Regions from separate parts of the Drosophila melanogaster genome. Here region 2 is linked to region 1. Evidence: chromatin contacts called from public Hi-C data. All regions are on one chromosome and are shown on one strand. The core of a region is the stretch at or near the end of the contact, and the rest is flanking DNA. Distances in the headings are between cores, read along the strand shown. Region 1 holds the start of Prosbeta7 (Proteasome beta7 subunit). Region 2 holds the start of CG1172.

Region 1 (4,810 bases), core at 429-2,928:
GATTATCTGTATATTTAGCCAGATTTTATGTTAATTAAAATAAACCAAAATATGTTTGTCAGGAGTGTTTGCATATTAATTAATAAGTTGAATGCCGGGAGGAATAACCAACAAATCCACTAAAATAAAACTTTTAATGATAATTGATGGTTATAATTTGGGAAAATAAGGAACGTAAGACCGTAATGGTGAGTCCAAGTTAGATTTGGAAACTCCCTTGGGCTTCTTAGTTTGACGCCTACTTTTTGATTCCATCAGTAGAGATTAACGAAAGAATAACTCGAAGATAGTTTCTATCACACAATAACCATAACTTTAAACGTATTATTTTCAGCCACATTTATTTTTAATAAATCATGTAACCACATATCCTTAGACAAGTGTTTTTTTTTAATGCAAAACCGCCGAGCTAGACCTAAACTAAGTTCATTCAGAATCGGAGGCTCTAGTATCCCTTTATGGTTTCGGCGAATGTCCAGTTTTCGTTAACTTGGAAGGGCCCCTCCACGCCGCATCCGTTGACGCTGCACACGCCCACAGTGTATTGGGAAATATTACGAGTATCGCGGTAGTAAAGCACCTCCATGCATGTGCGGATCTAGAATATAAGAAAATGGTAGGGTAGTTAAATAATGAAGAGTCCCCCCATCAGAGTTCGAAATTCCTTACCAGTTCGGAAGCTTCTACGGCGGTAAAGTCCCTGTCCTTGGGCTTCTTCTCACGGACCAGCGGAACGGCCAAATGGCGGGCAAAACCAGTGGCCACCACGTAGTCCTCGTAGGATCGTCCACGGAGATCCACGTTGGCCAGGTACGGAGTCCCCTCGTTGTCCACGCCGCCGACAACCACGTCAATGTAGAGGGGGTTCATCCGCGAACGACGGTTGTAGAGCACACGGGTCATCCAACTGGCCAAGGACTTGGGCTTCATCTCGATGTTGTCGTCGCAGCACTGGTCCTCGATCATCTTCTGGTCGATGTTGCGCTTGATGGACTGGATGTCAGCGAAGTCGCCGCTCCCGCCGAGCAGGATGTTCTTGTTGACCTTAAAGACGCGCTCAATGTTTTGGTAGCGGGCCATGGATCCGTAAGACACCAGGGTGTCGGCGGCCAGCATCACTCCTGAATCATAGCGAATGCCAAGCACGGAAGTGCCCGTGGTGCTGGAAGCACTGCGGAATAGTAAAAGGAGTGTAAACAAGTGGTACATCTGCATATAAACATATCCGCAGTTCCTACGTGCTGTGCTTGGTTCCATAGGGTCCCATTGTGGTCAGCTCCCGCGGTAGCTGCTGGACCGGCGTCTGTCCGCCCGTGAAGTTGTAGAACTCGCCGGGAGCGGGTCCGTTCTGCCACATGGGCTGCGCTAGGCTGTTGTAGTTGTTCAACATGCTAATTTATTCGGAGACTGGAATAACGCGAGACTTTGAAATGTTTGTCGCTGCCGGAGAATGACGGGCACAAATAAAATCAAGAGTCAGCGCAGTGTGAACAGACTTTAGGCGGGCGGCAATACCAGTATCGGCAACCGGTAGCTAAAAATACCAGACATACCAAAGATGAATCCACTATTAGCTTGGTCACACCGTTTTACATGTGTTAAATTAAATTAATTTGAAGTTTAATTGTGAACTTTTTAACATTTTATTAGATGTTGATGTTAAAAGTAATGTAAAACAGTTAACACCACGCTGCCTATACTGAATTTGTTTTTTTACTTTTGTCTTTATAATCCTCGTTGATAATACAAATCAAGGAGAAGAAAGATAAGAAATTAAAGAACTTTTCACTCAATTAGGATTAAGACTCATGTATACCCGTTGCTTCTACGGTATTTACTACTCCTTGAAACTAAATATATGTTTAGTTAATATATAATGACCATTTGCTTTACTTCATTTTAAGCCGTTCAATGGTCATTAAAGTATAAGAATCGAGAGCAATAAATGTAAATGACGTTTGGAAATTATCCTGGTCAATCTACAAATCCAATATCTCCCTTCTCTCCCTTCGAACACGATTCTCCATAGCTTTTTAAGCGGAATAAGGTTCTTTTGCTAAAACTTCTGCTTTTATTCATATTGGTGGGAAAAACGCACATGTTCCGGATTGTTGTTTTTGGGAACCCAACGAAGTTTTTTATCATAACATTTGATCATATAAATTAATAATAAAGAATTATAAATTTGAAGACATATAAATACATTTTTATTGCCAGTATACCAGTACACAATTTGTAAATATATAGGTATGTGCATAATGCTTCCGAGGGGAATGTTTAGGTTGCTGCCGCATCTTTCAGATGCCATAATACAGTCGATAATATCAGTTGCTTTATTGAGCTATGCTAAAAACAATGACGGGGAGACCCGCTCTTTAACACGATACATATACGAATAAGGATACCCTACGCAAAACTAAGAGCTACATGTCACGGCCAACGATTGATGCTAATTCTATGGGGTTAAAGCTTCTAGTCCTTGCAGCAGCAGTAAACATTGTCGCTAGAGCTAGCTGGGGTTGTGGGCGTGGTGCCGCCCTTGAGGGGCTTGCTGTAGGAATGGGGACCCCGCATGAAGACCTCGATGAGCTGACAATGCGATCTGCCAGATACGGAACGGTTAATAAGCGATTTATTGAAGTTAAAGGTACAACCAACTCACCGCATGGTTATGTCCAGGTCGGTCACCACCTCTCCATCACAGTTCCAGCTGGAAAACTCCGTCGAGGAGGAGTGGGCGGTCATTTCTTCAGGCGGTGTAATCGGCTGACAAGACCCTGCCAAGCTGTAGTCCTCCTCGCTGGCAGAAAAAGTTCTGAACCGGAATTCCCTTGTGCGATATACCTCTACAAAAGGCAAATTGCGCTGCAATGGGAAAATGTTTTTAAATATTTATTGTTTTCTACAAAATTTAATTGTATCCTTTTATTTTTCATTTATATTTTTACAGTAAAAGATACCATCGCATTCACTAGATAAAACATTATATTGTTGAAACTGGTCAAGTATATACTTTATATGGATGCCACCAGAGCGGCTAGTAGATCTTCGTAAAATAACCTTTCTGTCACAGATTTCCCTCGCTTCAATCCGAGCTAGATGGGGTTCGGTTTTGGGTTTTTGGCTTTTAGGATAGAAAGCACTAAGCTCAGCTTGTAGGCTTAGGGGATTTGGCAATTAAAGATGCAGTTAAAATGTTATGGAAATGTTATTTCAAAGGAAATGGACGCCTCTTATAGGAAAGGTGTTCTTTTGGATGTGAAAGTTGAATAGTTGTAATAGTTAGTACTCACAATATCACCACTTCTGCCCGCCGTGTTGAGCAGAAAACGCACGTTGTTGAGCAGTGAGGTCTTTTTCACGAGAATCAGGTCCAGGCAACCATCACCCAGATGACTGTAACGGGAGATGCCATTGGGACTCCTGGCGCAGGCGCAGGTTATGTTCGCGCCGCAGATCATAAAGAAATTGCCCCGCACAACCTTCCACTGATCGTTGCCGAGGTTCCTCATTGATGAAATGGAGCCAGTGGGCAATCGAAGATTGCCTGGACGCGGACGAGGCCTCAGGAGTGCTGCTTCACTGGCGGCTAGATGAGAGTCCTCTGTTTCTACCTGCTGATTGCGCTCTGCCTCTTTAGATTCCTCTTGGATGAACAATGAGGATCGCTGTTCCTGTATGCTGCTGGCGAAGCTGCAGCGCTGGCAATTGGCATAGCAGACGGATGGCACTGACTCTCCCAGCGAGCACACACTATCCGGACTCTGCGGAATGTCCTCCAGCGGCGTGGTCAGTAGAAGATCGGGCTCTTCTAACATTCTCAGTTCGGCGTCATAGCCGCGATTATTCAGGAAGGCCTTGACGCCACTGTACTCGTACCGGCGCGGTCCCATCCAGCGGTAGTTCTCGCTCTGGGCTGCCACATCGCCCAGGTACCCGTAGCTCAGGACACTGGCACAGAATCTGAGCAGGGACTGCCCATTGCTCACACTGCACACATCCAATCCCCGATGCTGGCCCAGAATCACATGGATAGCCGCTGTCCTCACATCCGCCGTGCCGTGCATACTATACGCAATGGTGTCGGTGCTGCCAGCGGGAATCACACCCACTGGCAGAGCCGGTCTTGGAATGTATGGTGGCCGCTGTTCGTCCAGTCCCAACTCTCGCATTTGACGGAATATCAGTCCGTTGATGACCTCTGCTACGGTGCCATCGCCTCCGACACAGCAAACCGCATCGTATACTCCCAGATCATGGCTCAGAAGTATGTCCTTCACTTGGTTTGCCCTCTGAGTGGTGATACACGTGGCGTCTACGCCGGCAAGCTGGAAAATAGGTCTCACATGGCGCTCATAGGTCTGAGCTCCCGCCTTGCGACCTCCATAGGGGTTTATAAAGACCAAAAGGCGGCGCACTCGCATCCGGGTGGGGGAGGAGCTATGCAGACGGATTTGCAGCTCCTGGTCCCACTGCCTCACTATGTAGGGATCCGAGTTGAAGAAGGTGAGTCTCCTTAGCTCCCACCGATTGCAATCCGTTTGGGACTTGCTCAGCCTCATGGCATAGTTGATGGTCAGGTATTGACTGGTAGGCTTCCCTTGAGCAACATCGCCACTGCATCCGGAACTGCGTTCCGAGCCTGGCGGCGAAGGCGGTTTGAGGGAGCTCGCCTTGGTGTCCCCGCTCCTTATGCTAACCACATCGTCCAGGTGGAGCACGTGGCTTTGTGGTCCATAAGAGCAGATTCCGCCTGGTTGAGCTGGCGAGTCCGGCGGCAACGGTGCCTTGGCCTCGTTTCCTTGGGGCG
Region 2 (4,732 bases), core at 490-2,989, 36 kb after region 1:
TTTGATGCAGCCTGTAAAAAGCAAAAGTGTTGCTAATAAAACCCGTTAGTAGCAGAAGCAGCCGCAGAAGAAGAAAAAAATGAAAAGCGAGAGGCTGGCAGCGGAATAGAAAGAGATCCGTAACTTTCACATGCATATACATACATATGTATGTATGTATGGCTTTGAACGAGTGTGCTTTTGTGGTATGAGAATTATACCGTTGCTTTCTTGCGATCGGATGACGGCGATGAAATGGCACAATGGAAAAGTCAACCCAATGGGCGATTGTCTTCCGCAGAAGGCGAGAGTGAGCCACTTGGCCAGGTGAAGGTATCTACGATTTTTTTGGCTATAAGAACAGTAGAGTTCCACACAGAGGCACTTTTCACACGCGGATTAGGGACTTGGCCAACTTCCTTTCTCTTCCTTTTCTGCTAGCGGATTCGCCTGCGTGGCCCACTGCTTTGACAACTTCATTTCATATTTGATTTCTTTTCATTAACTTTTTCTCTTTGCCCGTGTGTTGGTAGTTGTTTCTGTTGCTGCACTAAACTTTTGGCCCAAACACACAAACACGCTCGCATTTGCCCACACACAGACACACACGCATGCGCGCACGTACCGTTTTTTAAGACGTTTCTCTCTCTTTTTCGCTGCCGTCCGCGCAGCTCTTTTCGGGTTCGTTGTCTTCGCTAAACTGAATTGAAGTCTTTCGTTTTTGCCACTGGAAGCGACCGCTGCCGACTTCGCAGTCGCTGCGCTGCCGCTGGAAGTGAATTTTTATGAGCGCTTTAGCTTGTTATTCTGTTTTTGTCACCAAAGCCGCCTGTTTTTTCCCGTTTCGGTAGCGGGTTCTCGAAATAATTGCGCATTTGCTAGTGAATATCCTTTCTCTTAAACAGAAGAGAAAGTTTTCCTAGAAATTAAATGCTTTATTGCAAAATCTCAAACGGAAAATGGATATTTATAAATTTGATTTAACATTTCTATGATACATACAATTTTAAATATTTCGATTCAATAATGTTATTTCCTCGAGTTATCAACAACTTTTTCTGCAGTTTATACACTCCTTCCCACACTGCATGTCTGTTGGATTTTAGTTTGCATGCCTTTATTTCGTTTATTTTTGCGACAACTTTGCTCGAGGTCGTCTTGTTTTACCTCTTAGCCGCTTTCTGCAGGCGTATTTTATTAAAGCTACTCCTATATATATTCCGATCAAAGAGCGAAGAATCTCAGAGCGCTCTGCAACTGGAAGCACTGGACGATTACATTCAGTTGCATTTACCGTTGTTGTTGGCTGGAAAGCCGTTTAGAGCATGCGCAACATCGGAGGACCTTAAAACGGTAATAATTCGCTGAAACGACTTGCTTTTGGCTTGAAAAACATATTCTTCTGATGTCTTGTATTTGATTTTCAACCTTGTTGTACTGAAGAGGTATTTAAACTATTTATTTTTTAAACACCATAAAATCATTTGATTACTATATATCGACACTTATCGAGAAAATATAATTTAAAATAAACTAGATAATATACTATAGCATTACAATGGTGTCTTTAAATATAGACCGCCAAGTAATTATTTAAGATCGTAATATTCAAATGAAAAATTTTGAACGTCATTGAGGCAGAAATATATCGATAACAATATCGATATGCATATTTTATCCAAATGAGGGCAAATACCAAAAACCTATTATATCCGGTATATTGCAGACATCTATGTTGTATTTTAGTGTCATTTGCCGGTTGTTCGAGGTATTTTGTTGCTGTGGCTGCGGTCACACTGGTCGTGTTCATAAAATAAAAAGGAGAGGGCAATTTAAGTAACAATAATAGAAATAAACAGCCGACCGACCGATAACTGAGTCCCAAAATAAGGCGCACCTAGTATAGACAAGCAGGCAAACAAGGCGGCTGTGCGGGCGGAGGTGAGTATCGGATAATGTCAGGCACCGAGAAACCCAAATTCCGACCTTCCGGAACTGGCGTACGAACGTGACCCTTCGATGAGTGCATGTACACTATGTGTCATGTATATATGTCGGTTTGCCCGTAGATCCTTCTTACCGGAGCTGACCTGAACGGAGCGGAGTGGATTGGAGTGCGGAGCAGTGCAGTGCAGCTGAGCGTGACAATGGGCGCCTGTGTATGTCGCATGAACCCCGACAACGAGACGATGAGCGTCTCCTCTGCGAGCATCTCGCGTCCGGCCAGTGCAGGTGAGTGGCCTTCGATATATGCATTGACACTTTCTGTATAGCAATAGGCAATATCTTATACTCATCCCCCCTCATCCCATGCAGGCATTGCCATGGGTGCGGCGCGCAAGAACCGACCGCTTTGCCACGAGACTATCAGGTGGCGGTCCGACGTGCCACTGACCGAGGGTCAGCTGCGGTCCAAGCGGGACGAGTTCTGGGATACTGCGCCGGCCTTCGACGGTCGCAAGGAGATCTGGGATGCGCTACGGGCGGCAACCACCGCGGCCGAGGGTCTTGACTTTCAGATGGCCCAGGCCATCCTGGATGGGGCTAACGTGTCGGTTCCCAATGGGTGAGTTGCTCCTAACAAATGTGACCCATGGACAAATATATGTTACTTAAAATCAAGTAGTAATTAGTCTATAGACTGTGGTAATTGACATACGCGTACCAAGAATTTGTACAACGAGTTCGATAGTTTCTAATGCGAGTTGCCCCATTGGGCAGAAAATCAATAATGTATACAGTGATTTCGCATGGCCATAACTCCATTAATGCATGACAGCGATTTGCAAGTGTCCTTTGCCGGACACCACAGGGGTATCATAAATAAGTGATGCGTCGTGGGAATCAGAAACGGAACAAAATTACGAAGTACGCACTATTCAAATGATAATTATATTGATTCAAAATGAATGTTAAATGATTATATTAAAAAGGATTCCCTGCGGACTATTTATTTATCATGCTTCCGTTATTTAAATCGGATTAATTATTAAGTACTTCCTGCATAGAGTATTTGACCCGTCGACCCTGCGACTGAACTTCCCCGCGCTAACGTTTTTATTATACATCGATTTTTGACTGACACTGGCACTCGCCTCGGACTGGAGACCACATTTATTTAAATGCAGCGCTGACCTTTTCCAACACTTTCGGCATTGCATGCGTGCATCAGTGTCCTTGAAGAGGGTTCCCTACGTAATTCCGCCATTATCTAATCCCTTATCAGACTTGGCCCACTTGGCATTAAATCATTAGCATTAGGTTCCATTGAGCGAATAGTTTTCGGGCTGGGTGGGGATTTACGATAAGATAATGATAGTAGGCCCACCTGGTTACTGATCACTGTTGTGCTTTTCCACAGCTACCTTACAGAATGCTACGATGAGCTGGGCACCCAGTACAAAGTGCCCATCTACTGTCTGTCATATCCCATAAATATCGTAAAGGAGGAGAACGGGCGCGACTCGCCTGCCGAATACTCTGAGCCCGTGGATGGCGGCACCGATATCTTCTTGAAGCTGCGCATATCATCGACCATGACTGATGTTAAACTACCCGTTTACTCCAAGGACACCGTGGGGCAGTGCAAGAAAAAGCTTCAGGTGAGTCCAGCCATTTATCGATTACCACTAATAAAGAAATGTTCTGTACTTGTTGAGCACAACGATGTATTGAGCTTGTAACGAAAAAACCGATGGAGTTACAGAACTAACGATTTTTTGTTAAATTAACTAATCGAGTGGATCTAATCTATAGGCTCCGGATTAGCATGATTAAAATATCAAAACATTTTAGTTTTACTGTGCAATAACTAGCAGCATTATTAATATACTTCAACTTTTCAGGCCGCGGAGGGTGTCGACGCCTGCTGCCAGCGATGGTTCTACAGCGGAAAACTCCTGGGCGACAAGGTGCCAATCGACGAGTGCAGCATACACCAGGGATATGTGGTGCAGGTGATTGTCAACACGGAGCACTACAACCACGACAACAGCACGAGTACAGCGCACGCCAGCTAGCGGCGCAGTCTACTCCCACTAGTCAACAGCATCAGCAAGGAGCCACAGCAGCAGCCGCAGGATCAGCATCAGCAGCAGCAACACGTTTTGGCCAAAGCGGGCAACTTCATCCGGCGGAGGAGGATTGTCACATACTCAGTTCATGGCACAAGGAACCATAAGGGGAATGTACAGAAAATAGCAGAGCATCAACGAGTACAACAGCAACAGCATACTCATAGCATTTATCAAAACAAGCAACAATTGCAAATTGTTGCCCTGTCTGCCTTGTTGCTGTTGCTTTTGTTGTGGCTGCTCGCCTTGTTATGCTTTGTTTAATATGTCTATATATAAAATTTGAAACAAAAGATCGAAACCGAGTCGCTGAGAAAGGGAATTCGAAATGGTGAATAAGAATAAGAGTGTGAGAATGATATACATAAATCATACACTTACATATATTTTTTTGATGATAATTACATGATAAAACAACTGATTTAGGCAGTGCAGAAGATATATACATGTCAACTGTATATAAAAGCAGATATATAGCAAATAGTAACCGAGATCTTGGCCACTTGTCTTGAAAACTGTAAGTGTGTACATTTTCATAAAAACCAACATAGAAGGCCTCTATTAACTAATTGTAAGCAAGTGTTAGATCATTTGCCCGATGTATATGTAATGTAAAAATAAACGAGAAACGTAGTATTTGGCCGCAATGGAAAGCATGCAACAAACCATTTTTGATACTG

What was found. A called contact is a pair of places that touch in the nucleus more often than the background predicts.
Region 2: a contact with region 1 is called in a Hi-C map of the Kc167 cell line, with 2.8 times the contacts expected there. A contact is called at or near these places in 20 of 107 Hi-C or Micro-C datasets (the D17-c3 cell line, the Kc167 cell line, the ML-DmBG3-c2 cell line and 6 more).

Annotation. Positions count from the first base shown.
Region 1 is chr3R:5,356,686-5,361,495 of dm6, forward strand. Prosbeta7 (Proteasome beta7 subunit) reads right to left here and starts at 1,679. Exons shown (of 3, transcript NM_141272.1): 1 at 1,239-1,679; 2 at 670-1,171; 3 at 327-598. The coding sequence starts at 1,390. The coding sequence ends at 446. Cerk (Ceramide kinase) reads right to left here. Exons shown (of 4, transcript NM_169050.2): 2 at 3,294-4,810; 3 at 2,663-2,865; 4 at 2,188-2,602. The coding sequence ends at 2,473. CG1161 reads left to right here. Exons shown (of 5, transcript NM_141271.3): 5 at 1-63.
Region 2 is chr3R:5,392,183-5,396,914 of dm6, forward strand. It overlaps CG1172, which reads left to right and starts at 1,740. Exons shown (of 5, transcript NM_001275351.2): 1 at 1,740-1,920; 2 at 2,049-2,211; 3 at 2,296-2,545; 4 at 3,341-3,581; 5 at 3,825-4,732. The coding sequence starts at 2,127. The coding sequence ends at 3,998. It overlaps kkv (krotzkopf verkehrt), which reads right to left and starts at 684. Exons shown (of 11, transcript NM_206430.3): 1 at 605-684.